Regions from separate parts of the Mus musculus genome. Here regions 1 and 3 are each linked to region 2. Evidence: chromatin contacts called from public Hi-C and HiChIP or PLAC-seq data. All regions are on one chromosome and are shown on one strand. The core of a region is the stretch at or near the end of the contact, and the rest is flanking DNA. Distances in the headings are between cores, read along the strand shown. Region 1 overlaps Adamts6 (a disintegrin-like and metallopeptidase (reprolysin type) with thrombospondin type 1 motif, 6). Region 2 has its middle 230 kb from the start of Adamts6. Region 3 overlaps Cwc27 (CWC27 spliceosome-associated protein).

Region 1 (4,263 bases), core at 1,036-3,535, 70 kb before region 2:
GTCACTTCTTTTAATAAAATCAATGAATAATACCACTGCAGATTCCCCTTAACTAATTCACTTTTTGTTCCCATAAATGCCATTGCACTTATATCTGATATTTATACATAAATCTTCCTTTGCTAATTAAATCACTTTTTAGTTACTCTATAAATTAATCTTCCCCTTTCTACCTACCAACAAAAAGTCTTCATTAGGATAACATATATTTAAGTTAGGCTCTTAGTAAAGTAGAATAAAGACTTATTAAGGATGAGTCCAAATAACATAAAGTGTAGGCATTTTAACAATGATATCCTAAAGCTGAAGTCAGCTGGCTTTAGGAAAAGAAGCATGGTGGTATCTTCAAGTATGCAACAGAATGCTGAATGAGAGCCCTACTGCCTGTTCTTATTTTGACCAATTGCTATATTTGAGGATGGTTTAGACACAGTCTTGCTGGAGGTCAAGGGCAGATTAAATGAATTCCCAATGTTTTTTCAACCCATGATTCTTTTTGTTCATAGAGCATCTAGACCAATAAAAGTGGAGGCAGCCTGAAAACTTAATTCAAAAGAAAACTGAGATTATTGAAGTAAAAAGTATGAAAGTTTTAAATGAGCTATTCTTTACTATAACACTCATTGAAAAATGGCAATGATTTGTCAGTAAGGAATTAAAAAAAAAAGAGGAAAACTAAAGAAAAACAGGAAGGAAGCAAATCCCCTTGAAGGAGAGGTTTCTTTTCCACAGTGTAAACTGCTTTGATTCTGGAGCTACTGATCTTGTATCTGAGGTGGTTCTGGGAACCCAAACTCTGCCTGAGTGTGAGTGATTATGAGGCTATTGTTTTTGTTGAGAGAGGGAAGTCAGTGGTTGAAAGTTGGCAGATGTGGTGTGCAGAACTGTCATTTGTCTTGGTCATCCAGATGCTATCTGGGGACCAGCTGCCTCAGTTCAGTTAGGGATTCATTTGAAAAGCTGATCTGGGGCCTTCATTTCAGACCTTCTGTAGAGAATCTTTGAGTACGGACTGTGTTTTCACAAGCTCTCCAGATGGTTCTCTGCTCACACAAGATTTTGGATCACTGTTTCTGGCTTTCAGAGCAACTGAAACCTAGCACTGCAGACATATAGACTTCAAGGACTGGTCACTGAAATCTGAATCTTTGAGAGCTCATGTTGCTCCTAGAACAATATCTGAAACATTCTAGGGGAAAAAGCATTTATAGACAGTAAGTGCTTATAAGCACTCATAAAGCCATGAGGCAATAATTTTGACAAATGCCTTATTTTCATTTCCAGTTGATGTGATAAAATACTCTGACAAAAACAGCATAAGAAAGAATCTATTTAATCACAGTTATAAGTTACAGTCCATCCTGACAGTGAAGCCAAAAGTCAACACACAGGAACTTGAAGCAGCTACTCAAATTACATTCACAGTCAAGAGCAGAGCACAAACAATGCATGCATGCATCCAGTGCTCCACTTGCTTTGTTTAATAGCCCTTTCCCAGGGAATGGTGTCACCCACAGTGGGTATGCTTTCCTATTAATCAATACAATCCCCCTCAGACATGCCCACAGGCCAGCCTAGTCTAATCAGTTCTTCACTGAGATTCCCTTTCCAGGTGATACTAGATTGTATCAATTTGACAACTAAAACTAGTGATCAAAAAGTATGTATACATCTTCTTTTCCCACTGTAGGAAATTGGGTGTCCTAGGGTAGATAACATATTATAGATACCAGCTATTGAACTTATTTTTCCTATATGTGCCTCTACTGTTAATTCCAGATATTTTAAATACTTGAAGTGTATATTTGAAAGAAGTAAAGTTCCTTAGGGCTCAGGAATGTTAATCAAAGAAGAGTTCAGAATCATTTACCACAATGGCAAAAAGGACTTAGAAACTAGACTCAGAAACTAGGGATATAAAAATTAAAGTCAGTTATTAATTATGACATTTTACTTTGATCTTCCGAGGGAGGTACTGGGAAGTACTGGGATCCTTGAAGCTCTCAAGAATTTAAATGAAAAAGGCACCAGAAGAACTCTCAAAAAAACCTTGTAGCTGGAGTCTCCTAAGACTCCTTTGTGTTATTGTTCATCAATGTTCTAGACAGACTTTACTGACATCAAGGCCTTTTGAACTGTGAGTCAGGGAACAAGAATGATAGTTTTCTATGATGAGATATTTTAAGATAAGAAATTAAAAACTGTTTTTCTGTAGCTTAGCAGACCTGATGACAAATCTAATATACAGGAAACATTGGCGATGAGTCAGTTACTCTAGTCAGTGATGAAGCACTTCCTTGAGTTGATCAGGAACATTAAGATGCTATGAGGTGTTGTCTTCAGGATTAATGTGACTTCCAGATAAACTAATTATTCTGTGAAAAACTCACTAAATTAAGACTTTCCTTCTTTCATAAACCTTGTTACTTCTTCTAGAATTTGTTTCTTTATGCCTTATCCAAGAGATTATGTACTGTGTAATTTAAATGAGTTCCCAACGTGCTACCATTGAATTAATGATCATAATCATGTGTTAATTAATTAAGGTCAGCTTAATTCTGAAAGTATATTATTTTATGATAAAAATGCAGAACCTGTCTTGAAATAGTAAATCATGCCATATAACATTTGCTCCATGGCTTTTGGTGGTAAAACTAGCAATTACTTTATCCTTACCCACTGGCTTCAGTCATCGCCTGCCTCCTCTTTACCAATATTTGTATGAGTGTGTGTTTCCCACAATCCCATTCAAACTCCCTTCTCCAGCAATCAAAGTTAAGGGGCAATACTTAGGGGCAAAGTTAAGGGACAACTACTAGGAGAGTTTCTTAAAACACACAGTTTAAAACAAACTGTTTCTGACTCAGGAGCACGGGTCTTGATAGTTTAGGAGCCTTGTGTCAGTAACTAGGCTAGATCCAAATGCCTAGTAAAGCCACATGATAATCTTTATTTAATTACAGGTGACTTTGCCATGTGGCTGTTTAATAACAAGTGAAAAATGTATAGTTTATAAAATATATTGTGATACCTGGTATCCTTTAATCATCCTGAACAACCACACTAAATAATCTTTGCTATGATTAACTTTATTACATAAGTAAACTTCAATTTAAATAACTTTTAAATTAGAGATGCAGCTGTAGAGGCTAGTTAGTAATATTTTAACATAGTGTTTCTCTAATAATAATAATTGCTTTCTCTTCACCACTTAGCACCTTTATAGAGTAACTTGCTATATATCCACCCAAGTATCTCCTTCACCATCTTGAGTTTGTTCAAAAACTTTCCCCCAAAATCAGTTCTTAACTTGCCACAGGTTGGAAAGACCAGGACTCTAAATGCTCCTGAGGTCCTGATACTTGGACTCCCTCTGACACTCCATCTTTTATAAATGGTTAGGAGTCTAGTCTGAACATCAATTTTTTAAAGATCCCTGGAAAATTCTAAGGTGCAGTCCATAATTAAAAATTATTGATATGGATTAAAAGTTTTAGCCCTCAGAAAGCTAACATCTCTTATTAATTGGCTACCAGTTAAGTTCAAAGATTGATGAGATTCAGGAGTGAGCATTTGGGGTGGGAAACAGAGACCAACATCATTGAGTGGATTGGGAAAATGGGAAAGTGGCAACCCATGATTCTAATTAGTGTGGCCATTGACTTGGACATGCCATAGGCTGTATATTTGGAGCTCAGTTTGTTTATGTTTTTTATTTACCTGGTGGATCATTTATCACATCTAATTAATACTTTTAAAACTAATTGCAACTGTGCTAAACAGTTTGCGAAGGTTTTCATTGCAATTTCAACTTTCTCTGATACTTACATAACTAAAATGAATAGGAGCAGAGCATCCCAGATCTGAGGACACCACCAGAATTCAGTATTTTAGAGCGTTTTGGAGGTGAGATTTTTCAGGTTAAGAAAGCTCAACCAGTAAACTCTATGCAAATATTGTAACGTCTACATTAATATAAATTGGAAGCACTTCAGGTCTCAAGCAGTTTGAATAAGATTTGCTCAACTTATAAATGGCTGTTATAGTCAACCAACTTGATCTACAAGTTAGAATGTCAGAAGTGTGCAACTCCTGTTATACCTCAGTGTTTATGAAAATTCCTAGCACTTCTTTTGGTAGCTTTAATTTAAAAGGAACCCCTTTTTAGGACAGTACTGTTTCTTAGAGAATGAATCTTGCAGAGAACAGCAATATTCATGATAATTTTCTGTTCTGTCTTGCAATTTTCCACTATTAAACCAT
Region 2 (3,894 bases), core at 1,237-3,736:
CCATGCAGAGTCTGAGAAGTTTCTTTGAAGCCCAGGACAGGATAGGTCCCTATGGCACGTGGTCTTAAAGTTGCACTGCATCAATTATAGAACTCTTAACAATACAGCAACCCCCTGAAAAAGTGAGACATGGGAAAATCAGCCCACACAAGATTTATAAGCTGAGCCTCTACAGGCTGTCCTGTAACCACTGCCATTTCTTGGGGTTGTGGCTGCTTTGGCATCCATCTTTGCTCTTGACTCTTGGTGGCCAGCATCAAAGTCTCTTGGCTGGTGGCAGGCAGTGCTTCCTGTCTCCCAAAATAACCAGAGGTCAGAGGTCATAGTTACCACCACCCAACAACGCTCGCCTGCTGCTGGAGCCACTGAGCAGACGGAAGCAGTGGAGGAATTGAAGACTGGCCGTGTGATTTTTGTTTTGTTTTGATTTGTTTTAATAGAGTAAGGTCCCTTACAGAGAGAGAGAGTGACCAGACAGAATTGTATTCTATATTCCTGAAGAGAGAGAAAGAGAAAGCAACTTAGCAGTCATTTAGTTATGATTTAATATTAACAAGCTCCAAACTTTCAAACCCCCTTCAACAGAGCCTTTCACCTTCCAAGTGACTTCAGCTGCTTCAACACAACCCCCTCTATGTCTGGGGCATCAATTTGATTTACAGAGCATTTCAAAATATTTATATATTTTTTAGGGTTTCCATCACAGCCTCAGCCAGTAACCTGCTGTGTTTGAAAATGTCTGGGCAGTAATTGTCATTGTTTGCAACAGCTATTTTGGAGTCTGGAGAGTACTGTGGCATTTTGTAGAATCTAGGAATGCAATTACCAACGTTGTATACACGATCCAAGTGGCTTTCTGGCTTCAGAAGCTCCACCCCAGGGGAGAAGGGACAACAGCAAAACGTTTGTTTAATTTTTCTCTTGTAGTCGGTCAGTGATAGGTGGATTATATTAAGGCCAATTTGGCAGGAAGATTATTAGGGTAACAATTCCTTATAAGTACAAAACAATGTTGAATTAAACAAGGAAGAAAAATATGACCAGGGTGAAAAGCTCTTCTGACCCAGGGTCATATCTAAGTGTCTGGGGAAGAAATCAGATACCATAGGGACGTCTGGGTCCTGGAGTGAGTCATCCTTCATGATGCAAGGGATTGTTTTGTACCAGTTAAAAGAAAGAGCTACAGTGCCACTTAAAAATGACCTGTTAACAGTTAGGGGCTTTGTGTTTGAAGGGGGGGGGGGGAGACAAACCCCTATTGAGTAGGCCATTTTGGACCGTGTAGGTCAGTGCGCAGGTTCCCACTTGTCGTAGGGGATTGAGGTGTCTTAGATCTTATCAAGTTTTGAGGGGATAGGGTTACTCCCAAATGATTTCTTCTCTTCAGTTTTATTTATGTAATTTTTTTCCCCTTTTAGATGTTATCTGCAGACTGCAATGCTAGCTAGCACCCTTTCCTAGTGAGAAACAGAGTCTGGAAACAGAATCTCTTGACTTCCAGGTGGGCAAATGATTTGAGTAACTCCGAAGCTCGAAATAAGGATTTGTTAAGAAAGATCTTAAAACTTAAAACCATAACCTGCCCATGGTTGGGTATACCTTAGAGGTAAAACACGATTTCAGCAAACAGGAGCCCCTAGAGTCCACCCCAATCAATAAAAGGAAAGAAAAGGGCTGGAGAGATGGGTCAGGGGCTAAAAGCACTGGTTGCTCACCCTGAGTTCAATTCCCAGCAACCACACGGTGGCCCGCAACCATCTGTAATAGGATCTGGTGCCCTCTTCTGGTGTGTCTGAAGACAGTAACAGGGCACTCATACATAAAATAAATAAAAATAAAATCTTTAAAGGAAGAAAGGGAGATCACTAGTTTGCGAGTAACCGCTCCCGCCCCCCCAAGGCTTTGTATGTCTTCATTCCCGTGCCTGTGGGGTGTTGGGAATCTAACGCCCAGGAAAACAGAGCCCTCTGAGCTTTAGCACTGTATGGGTAACTTGCTCCCAGCCACATCTGTCCTTTGATGTGAAGTTTTGTTTTACAGCTGGCTTTTAGACAGCCAAGAGGTCTCAGGTCAACTACAATGAAGCGCCCTAGCTAGGGTCCTCGGTAGGTTATTGAGGTCCATGACTTCCGGGCCAAAGAAACCCGACCCTGGCATTCCTGGGCTCCTGCGTGGCTGGGACCTTTTTCTAGTTTATTTCTCCGACCAGCTTCTTCACCCCTGCATGGAATCACACTCAGGACAGACGCCTCCACCCCACCCTATCCCTTCCACCCCCATGAAACCCCCCGTTTGTCCTGAAGCTCCGCTGCAAGGGGCCCGCCAGGCTCCCCCAGACATCTATGACAACAGCAGACGCCGCGCCAGGAGCACACACGAGCTGTCTCCAAGCCGGATCCTTGCCAGCGACTCGGTGGGGGGAAGAGCTGCCTGGAGAAGGCTAATCATTCCCAGTCAGGCTGGCTGCAGCCCACTGCGGCTGCGCGGAGGCAGCTGTGGGCCCATTGTTCACGCAAGCAGTGGCCCAGGGCTTAGGGAGGACTCCAGGCCCAGACTCGGTGCTCAGAAGTGGTCAGAATTATGGAATTTAAACTGTCCACCACTTAAAGGAGTGGCCTCATGTCCAGTATCTTGATAAATCACCCAGAAAGCTGCAGCGGGAAGCGATGATCTTCAGGGAGGATCTTGATGGTTTTTTCTTTTCAGATTATGCACATGACCAAGATAAAATACCTTTCAGAGTCTCATTTACATAAATTACATGGCTCTGAAATGCCAATTTCGTATCCCGACAGGTCTGTCTTTCAGCCAAGGGAGCTTTTACATGTGAGTTTCACTAGGTAACTCCACCCTCTTTCATCTATACTTAGTTACACTGGTTTGTCTTTTATTACTGTAAGCATGGCTTTGGAGTCCAGGAAATGAAAGCATTGGTATTTTGGTTCATTTATTCATTCACTTTAAAAGGAGACCAATACTTTTGTGATGTAAAGATGTTTCCGGGGCAGCAATGGCAGCTTTTGCCGGAAGAGCGGATTTAACAATAAATTCATTATTCTTGCAGAATTTTTCTGGTGCCAGGAAAGCAACGTGAGTGGAGCCTCACAGGCTGGGATGGGGGTGGGAGGCTCCGAGCCCATGGGAATTCAACCAGCAGAAAGGACTTCAGACCCTCCTGGGTTCACTGCAATCAAGCGAAAATAACTCCCACCACAAAATAGCAAGTTAACTGCTTCTCAAGTGTAGATAGCCGGAGATTGGAAAAGGGATGAGTTCACAGTTGGTATCCCGTCTAAACTGCACCCCCACAGTTCCTGGCAACAACCAGGTAGGCTTGGTCCACTATAAAGGGGGCTGCTTGGTGACTAATTTAACCCTCAAGTTCTGTCTCCTCCATTTGCGGTCACGTGGTGGAGGTGAAAGTCCCAACTTATCTCGCCTCCTTCTGGCGGTCAGTTCCACCAGAAAGTGTCCCAGAACTGCCAATCACCAGCACCTTATTAGCATACGAAAGACTTTATCTCGGCAAAGGTTGGGAGGAATTTAGGAGTAAGCCCAAGTCACAGTGATAAATACAAAGACAACAGACTCAAAATACAAACAGGACAGTAGAAACACCAAAGAGAATTTTAGGTAGATACTTGTAAGTTGTACCTTAAAGTAAGTACAGGTGGAGCTTGTAAGGCTTGATATCATACACAAAAATTGTAATGGAGTTTGAGATGAGAACTGGGTCCAGGATGATAATTATGTAGTTTGGATCATTGAACATGGGGGGGGGGGGGTGTCCCTCGATTCAAGGAACACCTGGAATATTCGATTATTTTAATAAGAGTCTCTGAGCTACCCTGGTTTCTACCTTTTTAATTTCAAGACCCTGTAGTTCTTCAGTGG
Region 3 (4,388 bases), core at 1,365-3,864, 110 kb after region 2:
ATATAGTTCTGCTTACTTGCTTTTTTCCATGCTGAGAATCTAGTTCAGGGCCTGGCACACTCGAGGCAAACACCCCTCCTTCAGATGTCCAGAGTCAGGTGCTCTTTACCTTTATAACACAGCCCACAGTGGGCTAGGAAATGACATGTTTGGACTCTATGAGGCTTTGATGGTTGTTAGCATATACTCATTTTGAACAATGTCTGAACATTTCTTTAGTGTACAGGTCTAGGGTTCTAGCTTGTTGGCCGTGGGATAGTTTGGAGAGGATAGTGGTGGTGACTGGGCAAGGCAGGGGCTAGCATTTCTCCATCCTGTGTCTGCTGCCAGTGCTGCACCTGGGATCACACCGAAGAACCGGTGCCTTAGGAAGAGGAAACCGACTTCATTACTTCTTCTGAAAAGATGTGGCTGGTGAGGTTTTATTAGGTGACTGAAGTTAGTCTGCCTGCTGTACAATTTTAGCAGAGTTTAGGACTAAATATAGGTAACAGAAATACCCCATGTGAATGAGTGAGTCAAAGGCTAGATTCTTGATGAGTTCTACTGGTGGCGCAGGTCCTGTGCACCCTGTGCTCCTGGTGCTGGCGTGCAGCCAGGGCAGGGAGTGGCAGGCTGCGCAGCGGTAGGCTGTGGGTTTGGTGAATATGCATCTAGTGCTACTGTCCTGAAGCAGCCAGAGCATCCAGCAGTAGGCTGGACAGAGTGAAGAGTAACCTGCCTATGGGCTCCTCATGAAATAAAGCGGGAGGCCTATATGCTTATATGCAAAAAAACCCATCAATGTCAATGATTTTATTTTATAATTTTGATTTTGCATTAAGGTATCAGGGAAGTTTCCCTTATTCTTTCTGTGAGCACCTCTTATAAAACAACTGAACAAGACTCCTTCACCCATTTCAGGGTAGAGAGGCAGAGACATGCTAATGCAATCTGCAAATGGTTAACATTTAAACTGGAAAGAAACTGATTTTATTTCAGATTTAGTAATAGAAAAGGTCAATTAGGGAAAAATGTATCAGTAACCAAAAGCATTTTCTTACATCATTCCAGATTTACAAAAGGAGAGACCTGTTTTCTGAAAAATCAGAACACAGGCTCTGACAGCCTTCCCACCGCCTCTGCGATTCCATAGACATGGCTGTGACAGGACACCCCACAGGGGCCACCACTCTGGCATCACCGCTCTGGCTCTCACCGCCTTTCCTTCTTCTCTCTCAACAGCTTTTTGCTCTCTTCCCGTCTCCTTTTGTTCACTGGGTTCCGAGGATCATAGATTTCAAATGTGTCTGAGTCCTGCATGCTTGCATCTTTCACTTTTCTGGTTTTGTCTTCAAACTGGAGCACATGTGACATCCTAAGGGGGAGAAGAGATGGCCTGGTTAATTCAGGCTGGGACCCACCATGGAAGCTCTCTACCCCACTCTCTGTGGCACAGGGAGCCAGGCAGCGCTCATCCCACCTGGAGAGCAGTCCCACAGAACGAAGCTGAGGCCAGGAGCTTTGCCCAGCGGCAGAGCTGGCCTAGCAAAGTCTTGGGCTTGGCTCCCCAGAACTGCGTAACAGAAACAAAGCAAACTCTGGAAAGCAGGCCTGGACTCTGTCTGCTGTACTGCTCTGCCTTTCCAGGAGTCTCCCATGCTCACTCTGAGTTCCTCCCTTGGTGGGAGGCTGTGATCTCGACCCTGGAGTCTCCTAAATCCATATTTGGAACTTGGTCCTCTTTCTTTGAACAGTACACTCAATCATGGAAAGCCAGGAGTGGAGCAAGCTGCCAGCTAATAACCAGACCTATCTGATGGTTGTGTTTTTAGTGGTTTAAAGGGTCAAGAGCAAGGGTTTCTATAAAAACAAAACAAAAACAAAACAAAGCAACAACAACAGCAGCAGCAACAACAACAACAGCAACAAAATCCAATCTTTAAATATTAGGGCTGATGTGTAGCTCATTTGCCTCACGGGAGAACATTTGCCTTGCAGACATAAAGCCCTGGGTTCCAGCACCGTTAGCAAATTAACGAAAACCAAATAAGCAGTGACAAACAGAACAAAAGTCTGCATCCACAAACAGAAGTTTAAAAAGTAATTGAGAGTCGTGTTCAAGTGGGATTGTGGCTGTCTTCTGGGAGGGGCTGAGTTTTTCTACGCACAAAGGAATGAAATTTCTGGCATAACTCCATGAACTAACTTTCTCCTCTTACTGTTGACTACAGCAAATCTCACAACCCTGTCTTCCTACTTTAACAAACGCTTACTGGTCTTAAAGTATCAGCATGTGCTTGATTCCTAAGTGGTCATAAGCTAGCTATCATTAGCAGCAGGGAACTGTGCCAGTGATTAGCTGTGCCCCACTGTGAGGCATCAGAGATAAACGGAGGGTGGGGTGGGGTAGGGGGTGGTCAAAAGACTAGGCATCAGGGCAACTTGGTGAGATAGGAAAGAAAAAGATTCGGTTTAACAAACAAGTGATGTGAATTTTCTACTAGCTATTTAATAAACAATCCAATCAGCATATTAGTGCATCCTTCACAACAGCAGACAGAATACAACCCTGCATACAGCCCTTGCTATGCCAGCACTCTGACTTGCCTCAGCTCACATATGACACAGGCTTCCTTTGATTTGTATCAGCAGAGATTTGGGCAGTTGGCCCTGTCAGGAGCTGTCGCTCTTTCCCTGCAGCTGCAGAGATGGAGAGTGACATTTATTTGTACGGGAAAGTCTGTGCTCAGATTTTGAAGATTCTCAAAGGGATTTGTAAGGAAAAGAAAGCATTATAGATACTGTCATTCTGAAGATTCAGTAGCACATGGCCACCACCACCTCCATCTCTTCTACTTTGGAAGGTTGCATCGATGTTGTGTCAGTGACACACAGATGACCAACATCATATTTAAATGAGGTAAACCACATTCACAGTGGTATATATTATTAATAATGCACTGCTTGTTCTGATTTAATAACTGATTGCAACATAGGATTATGCCAGGCAGTGTGAGAAAGCTGACTTCTAACAGTTTCATTGCTCCAGGAAGCACTGTCAATTGGAAAATGCAGCCTACAACCATTGGATTTGAATGTGGCTTCTCCCAGAGCCTATGGTGTTCATTTAGGCATTAGCTTCTGAGAGTGCCCAATTCACTGAAAAGGGCTGACTTTTCCATAGCCATGGAAACAAGGAGCCAGTAGGATCAGCTGGAAACACAAACTGGACCTAACCAATTGATGATGACTTACCTAGGTCTATTGGATCAGTGACAGTTGGTGTCACTGGGAAAGCCAACTACCAGTACCAACCTCATGCTTCTGAAAGCCAGGGAACAGCAACAGCCTCTACTTCTGAAGGTGGTGCTGACCCCCAAGCAATTCTCGTCCCAGACTAACATAATGTCTGCGACTTGCCTTACGTGGTATGCTAGACAGTCTTAACTACACGTGATACGGTCGAGAGTTACAGGAAGGGAGGGTACCTCAACTGAGAAAATGTCTCCATAAGATCAGGCTGTAGGCATTTTCTTGGTTGGTGGGGGAAGGGAGGGACAGCCCATTGTGCATCCCTAGGCTGGTGGTTCTGAGTTCTATGAGAAAGTATACTTAACAAGCCACGAGGATCAAGTCTCCAAACAGTAACCCTCATGGTCTCTGCATCAGCTGCTCAGTTCCTCTCCTCCTTCCTTTGATGATGTGGAGGTATACGACAAATAATAAACCCTTTCTTCCTCAACTTACTTTTTGGTTATGGTGCTTTGTCACAGCAATAGAAACCCTAACTAAGACCTTGGGAGACAGTGAATAAAGTACAGCTATTTTTCATGTCAGTAATGCACTGTGTGAAGAGAGGCCTCCTCTTCAACACTCCTGATGTCTCTTCCATGCACCTTGCAAAGGGCACTCTAGGAATTCTGAGTGTGTTACTGGAAGGGAAGGGGAGCAAGTGCATTGGAGCTATCTATCAGCAAGGCTGTCCTGCTCAAGGCCCTTTACACAGGACAGGAGCTCAAGTCCTGCACTGAGAGCCCTTAACGGCTTACACCTGGAAGCTTATGCTGGAATCTCATGCCCCTCAAAACAATTTCATTTAAGAGTTCTAGGTTGATGCTTCACGTACCCCACTACCTAGTTAGATAATTAACCTTTACCGAAATTCATTGTTCTGTTTAAAAAGTGATCCCATATTCTCCCTCCAATACAGATTTTTTAATAACACCTATTTCCAGTAGAAACTATCCAAGTTTCAAAATGACTTTTCCAGATGTTGTCAATTAAAAACATAAAAAGGTACCTTCCTCCTTTCAATGCCACGAGGTAATCTTGCAACTATTGGACCTGGTTGGCTCTGGTATAAGAAATGAAATTTAGGCATGTGAGCCACAGAACCAAGTCTACAG

What was found. A called contact is a pair of places that touch in the nucleus more often than the background predicts. HiChIP or PLAC-seq counts read pairs in DNA pulled down with a chosen protein or histone mark.
Region 1: a contact with region 2 is called in an H3K27ac HiChIP or PLAC-seq map of embryonic fibroblasts, with 34 read pairs. The contact joins two enhancer-like sites. A contact is called at or near these places in 1 of 484 Hi-C or Micro-C datasets (myocytes), 1 of 115 datasets of contacts at active chromatin or transcription factors (embryonic fibroblasts) and 1 of 9 other capture datasets (embryonic stem cells).
Region 3: a Hi-C map of uterus shows a contact between it and region 2, with 2.6 times the contacts expected there. The contact joins two enhancer-like sites. A contact is called at or near these places in 4 of 484 Hi-C or Micro-C datasets (cerebral cortex, granulosa cells and uterus), 4 of 115 datasets of contacts at active chromatin or transcription factors (embryonic fibroblasts, embryonic stem cells, heart atrium and 1 more) and 1 of 9 other capture datasets (embryonic stem cells).

Annotation. Positions count from the first base shown.
Region 1 is chr13:104,446,281-104,450,543 of GRCm38.p6, forward strand. All of the region lies in intron 20 of Adamts6 (a disintegrin-like and metallopeptidase (reprolysin type) with thrombospondin type 1 motif, 6), which reads left to right. Among named protein-coding and RNA genes, the nearest start is that of Adamts6, 160 kb to the left of the region's middle. Within about 2 kb of position 2,286, at least 22 of the 459 cell types and tissues checked have an H3K27ac peak or open chromatin away from gene starts, as enhancers often do. A contact at or near this core is called in embryonic fibroblasts, where this site is marked.
Region 2 is chr13:104,516,060-104,519,953 of GRCm38.p6, forward strand. No RefSeq gene overlaps it. Among named protein-coding and RNA genes, the nearest start is that of Adamts6, 230 kb to the left of the region's middle. Within about 2 kb of position 2,487, at least 215 of the 459 cell types and tissues checked have an H3K27ac peak or open chromatin away from gene starts, as enhancers often do. A contact at or near this core is called in embryonic fibroblasts, heart atrium and uterus, where this site is marked.
Region 3 is chr13:104,630,382-104,634,769 of GRCm38.p6, forward strand. Cwc27 (CWC27 spliceosome-associated protein) reads right to left here. Exons shown (of 14, transcript NM_026072.1): 14 at 946-1,357. The coding sequence ends at 1,195. Among named protein-coding and RNA genes, the nearest start is that of Cwc27, 180 kb to the right of the region's middle. Within about 2 kb of position 2,615, at least 38 of the 459 cell types and tissues checked have an H3K27ac peak or open chromatin away from gene starts, as enhancers often do. A contact at or near this core is called in heart atrium and uterus, where this site is marked.